2 separate regions of the Muntiacus reevesi genome follow, and region 2 is linked to region 1. Evidence: chromatin contacts called from public Hi-C data. All regions are on one chromosome and are shown on one strand. The core of a region is the stretch at or near the end of the contact, and the rest is flanking DNA. Distances in the headings are between cores, read along the strand shown.

Region 1 (2,700 bases), core at 55-2,554:
AAACGCTTTATTCATCGGATCTCAACATCTCAACAGAATTCCCAGCATAAGACAGACACTATTCTTCCCCGGTTTGACCGAAAGGAGAAACTGAGGTTCGGCGCGGTTTCCCTAGATTGCACCTCCCGAGAGGCAGAGTCCGTACGCGAACCCACCGCTACCCGACTCCCATACCATGCTTTTCCGCAACGGCGCCGGTAGCTAGTCTGGAAAGTTGAAGCATGCGGGCACGAATCCGGCCAGGTCCGGGGGGTGAGAGTGCCGCCGCCGCCCCCCAACAGCCGGTGCCCACACCCGGCCGGCCGCCCAGTAGCTCGCCCGCGCTGACCCTCGGGGTCCGACTGGACATCGACTCCTCGCCACCCTAGCACAAGGCCAACCCTGCACCCAGAGCCACACACCTGGGTGTCCCGGCTGCCCGCCCCGCGGGCCCCACGACCGCGGCGTCCAGATCCGCGCCGCTTGCTGGAGACGCCGCCAGCTCCAGTGGCCCGAGTGACTTCCAGGCTGCCCACTTCCAAGCCGCTTCGCGCGAGGCCTCCTGGGAACTGTAGTTTCGCCCTAGGCGGCCGCAAACTGAAAAAAGCCTGATGCGCAGGTGCTGCCGGGAGCAGTAGGCGCGGCACCGCGCCGCCTTCTGGGAATGGTAGTCCACCTGTCGCCTCCGTGCCGCTCGAGTCTCCAGAGTACTTCCGCAGCCCCGAGGGGCGTGAGGGATGGAGGTGTGTCTTCTGTGGACTCCAACCCGTTGACTGCGTTCCTTGCTCTGCGAAGGCGGTTTTTTCCTTTTTCCCAGCTCTATCCGCCTCCTCCCTTCCTTCAGTAAACCCTCTTTCTCCTTTTCCGCGAGGCGCGAGGTACTTACCCCGAGGGCGCGAGCCTCTGGAGAAGTGGGAGCAGCGGAACACAGCGCTAGACCCCCAACCGAGGGGAGCTGAGGAGAAAGGCTTCTATGCGCGCTCGCGCACGCGCGCTCGCCGGCCAACTCCGGCCTAAATTGCCGCGGGCCCCCGCGGGGAAGACTTTTTTTCTCCTTTCGAACGCGCGCGCGCGCGGGGTCTCGCGCTGGGCTTTTTCCTGCCGGGCGCGCGCCAGTGCGCACGCGCGCTCACTCCCCTTGCTTTGGTCAGTCCGCCGGGCGCGGGGTTGGGGAGCTAACCGTTTTGTTGGCCGAGTCCTCCCGCAGTATCCCCAAGGTCGCTCCTCTGGCGCTCCTATTCTAGGTCTGGCCCTTCACATAGCTTCGGAGTGCCGCCACACACGCCGTACCCGTCCCTTGTCTGGAGCCCAGTCGTCGCAGGTAACAGGCGCGGCCCCAGCCTTGAGGAGGCGGACACGCCCTTCTTCCCTCCCACGCGGAGAGCCGGGATGCCAGAATGTGTTGGGATTCCGGTCTGGTCGCCTCTCCCCGTAGTAGGAGTCTCCGGAGCTCTGCCTTCGACGGGAGTCTCTTCACCACCACCCATGGGGTTGCCCTGGAAGCCATGTTACCTATCATTCATTCGTTGATCGCACATTCTTAGGGTAACCAGTGTTCGTTGAGTACCTATGGCTGGGGAGATTTTGTTAAAATTTAGTCCACATGCCGACATAATCAAGGATCCGACATTTTTTATTGGCGTTCCTACTACTAAATAAGGGGTTACCGAAGGAACTAGCTGGAATTGCAAGGTTCTTTGGTCAAGAAAAACCAGTCAATACCCTTCCCATCTCCTTACTTCCAAGAAGATGCTGAATGAGACTGAACTGGGAAGTATATATTTCTATTCCTGGGAGAGGGGCAGAGGGTGATTCATTTGCTCATTCAGTCAACAAAAATGTATTAGGCACCTACTTCATGCCAGCTTGGGTGATTATCAGGACAGGGGAGAAATCAAGATAGATTCGGTTCCTACTCTCAAGGAACCAAAGTCCAGACCACCATCGGAAGGTGATAATCTAAAGCAATACTGTCTAATAGAAGTATAATGCAAGCCAAATCTGCAACTTTAAAATTTACATTAAAAAATTAAACAGGTGAAATTTTAATAATTTAAACCAGTATATCTAAAATAAAGTTATGTTTAATGAAAAAAAGGTTTACATTGCTTCAGTTTTAAACTGTGAGGCATTAACAAAAATATTCATTTGTGACATGGGTTATAGCAAAAGGCTGGAAACTGCCCAATTTCTATTAATGGACATTAGATAAATGATAGTTCAGCTGGACAATGGAATACCATGCAGCTGACAACTGTTGAAAAATGAGACAGAAGTGTATGTTTTAATATGAGTTAATCTTTAAGATTATTAAGTGAGAAAAATGCAGTGTATAACACCTGGGCTTCCCTGGTGGCTCAGCGGTAAAGAATCCACCTGCCAATGTAGGATACACAGGTTCAATCTCTGGGTCTGAAAGATCCCCTGGAGAAGGAAATGGCAACTGGCCCCAATATTCTTCCCTGGGAAATCCCATGGACAGAGGAACCTGATAGGCTAGAGTCCATGGGATTGCAAAAGAATCTGACATGATTTAGTGATCAAACAACAATATAGCGTACTAACATTTGTGTAAGAAAAGTAGTTTTTTTCCACATACATCCTTGTGTGTGTACAGAACACCTGTAGAAAGACAACCAGAGTTACCTTTCTGAAAGGGAAATAGGACAAGTAACTCTCTTTTCAGTATATGTTCCTTAGTATGTTTTGAATATTTTTACC
Region 2 (2,700 bases), core at 101-2,600, 260 kb before region 1:
AGAGTCGGACACGACTGACTAACACACATATGCCAAGCGTTATTCTTTCTAATGATGGTTAGCTATCACCATTTCACATCTCAGTACACATCAGGTCCTCTTTGTGGAATGAATGAATTTATTGAACACCTACTACCTGCCAGGTACCTTTTGTTTTGTTTGTTGTTTGTTTGTTTGTTTGCTAAACTGCGTGGCCTAAGGGATCTTTGTTCCCCAACCAACCCGTGCCCCCTGCAGTGGGAGTGCGGAGTCAACTACTGGACCAACAGTGAAGTCACCGTTAGGTGATTTTGAAGCAATTTACCAATATTTAAGGGCTTCCCAGGTGGCGCTAGTGGTAAAGAACCCTCCTGCCAATGCAGGAGACATAAAGAGTTCAATCCCTGGGTTGGGAAGATACCCCAGAGGAAGGTATGGCAACCCACTCCAGTATTCTTGCCTGGAGAATCCCAGGGACAGAGGAGCCTGGCGGGCTACAGTCCACAGGGTCATAAAGAGTTAGAAACCACTGAAGCGACTTAACGCATGCACACCCCAGTACTTACTCATGTAATCCTCACAATAATCCAAGGAGGCATCATCCTTATTTTACAGATGAGGAAACTGATTCCCAGAAAGATTATTTGCCCAGGGTCACATGGCCACCGAGTGGCAGAGTCAGGATTTGAACCCAGGAAGTGTGGCTACAGTACACAACGAACTAGCACAGCTGCTGTCGGGCCTGGGAAGGCGTTGAGTCGGGCGTGGTCCCCGTGAGAGAGACAGCCCGGACGGTGACCAGAGACCGGGACCGAGAGGGTTCTCTAGAGCTAGGAGGGACTGGGGGCAGGGGCGGCGTCAGGGAGCCGTGCGTTGGCGGGACGTTTGCGTGGGCATCTGTACGGTGTCTCTAAGTCTCTTGGCACTCAAGTGTTTGTGTGAGTGCAAATGTATGCGAGTCTGTGCGAAGGTGTGGGAGAGGGAGTGTGCGTGAGTCTGCGTGGGAGGCTGTGAGTATATGTGTGAACGTGTGTGTAAGCCGCCGTGTGTGGGTGTGTGCGAGCCCAGGTGTGCATGCGTGAGTGTAGACCCATGTGCGAGACTCCGAGGTGTGCACGGGTGAGCGTGCGTGAGCGGCTCTGCGTGCCTCGGGCCCCACCTCTGACCGGCTTCCCGGTGGGGTCCCGCCAGCCCCAGGCGGGGAACTACCACTCCCAGCATGGCCCGGGCGGGCCCGCCCCGCCGCCCTGATTGGCTGTGGCCCCGGTGCTCCCGCCCCCCGGGAATGAATGGATGGGCGGCCTCAGCGCCCGCCCGAGCGCTGGGAGGACCGGCCCGGCGGGGACCTGCTGGGGGCAGGACCCGGGGAGCAAGATGGCCACGGTCATCCCCGGCCCCCTGAGGTGCTGCGGGCCGGCGGGAGGTGGGGGAGGGCGTGCGGGCGGGTCGCGCGGGCGTGTGTGTGTGTGGCGGCTGGGGGTGGGGCCGATGGGGTGTCTGGGGGGCTGTCACCGTGGGCCGGGCTGCGCGGGGTTGCGAGTGTGTGTGACTGTGGGTCTCTGGCAAGAACCGTGTCCGACGCGCGGCTCCTGGAGGAGCGGAGAGTGTGCGGAACTCCGAGTCCTCTTCGGGAAAGGGGGTCATGTCCCGCCCTGAGACCCCCGGGGTTGGGGAGAGGGTGAAATGGACTAGGGGCGCGGGGACCTTGGTAAACTTGAGTGAAGCTCACAGTACCTTTGTCTTGGGATATGGAGTGTGTGTCACTTGTTCGGATTCTGGTGTTTTTTATTTTTTATTTTTGGATATGTGTGTGGATGTGTATTTGATTTCTTTTATTCTACTCTAGGTATCTTTGGATATTTGAGTCTTTGAGTGTGTGTGTGTGCATGTCCTTTGAAACTGTGCATCATTTGTGTTCTGTGTCTTTGGATATGTAGGTATTCCTGTATTTATGTGCAAATTTTTGTGTGAATATGGGTGGATTTGTTTCTACACTGAGTATATGTGTATCTTTGTGTATTTGAATATGTGGTATTTTAGATGTTGGTTTCTATATTATTGTGTATCTTTGTGACTGTGTGTGTGTATCCTGTGTGAATCTGTGAGATTTCTTTGTATAGTGTATTTGAATTGTATGTGATCCGTGTTGTGTATTTGGATATGTGTGTAAGTGCCTATATGGGTAGTTTAACATTTTTTCTCTTAACATTTGTGTACCTGTGTGTGTGTCTTTGGATGCATGAGTGAATGTGAGTGTGTGGTGTGTAATCTGTTTACATGTTGTATGTCTTTGTGTGGGTGATTATTTATGTTGTGTGTCTCTGGATATGTGATGTATATTTGTGCATGGACACGTGTGTGATCTGTCTGTTTCTACACTGGAACTTGCGAGATCTGTGTCTTTCAGTAGATATTTGTGTGTGCCCATATGTGAGATGTGTCTGTTTCTCCCTTTGTGAGTCTTGGGATATGTCTCTCTTTGTGTGTGAATCCTGTGTGACTGTGCGATACATTTGTGTTGTGCATTTGGATATGTGCCTGAATGGATGTGTCCTGGTGTATCTTTATCTGTTTCTATATTGTATCCACTCCTTGGCTCGAGGCCCGCTTGAGTCCCGGGTTGGGGGCTCCTGGGTCCCCACCGGAGGGGAGAGGTGAGGTTGGAGGAGTCGGCCCACCCATTCCCGACGGGTGGGCTGGGGGAGGGGTGCTGGGCGACCG

The links. Hi-C and Micro-C count contacts between places; a contact is called where the count stands out from the background.
Region 2: a Hi-C map of muscle shows a contact between it and region 1, with 7 times the contacts expected there. The contact joins the promoter of DPF1 here to the promoter of SIPA1L3 in region 1. A contact is called at or near these places in 2 of 3 Hi-C or Micro-C datasets (blood and muscle).

Annotation. Positions count from the first base shown.
Region 1 is chr2:259,737,439-259,740,138 of mMunRee1.1, reverse strand. It overlaps SIPA1L3 (signal induced proliferation associated 1 like 3), which reads right to left and starts at 1,304. Exons shown (of 22, transcript XM_065926010.1): 1 at 866-1,304.
Region 2 is chr2:260,000,980-260,003,679 of mMunRee1.1, reverse strand. It overlaps DPF1 (double PHD fingers 1), which reads left to right and starts at 1,350. Exons shown (of 12, transcript XM_065920571.1): 1 at 1,350-1,382. The coding sequence starts at 1,354.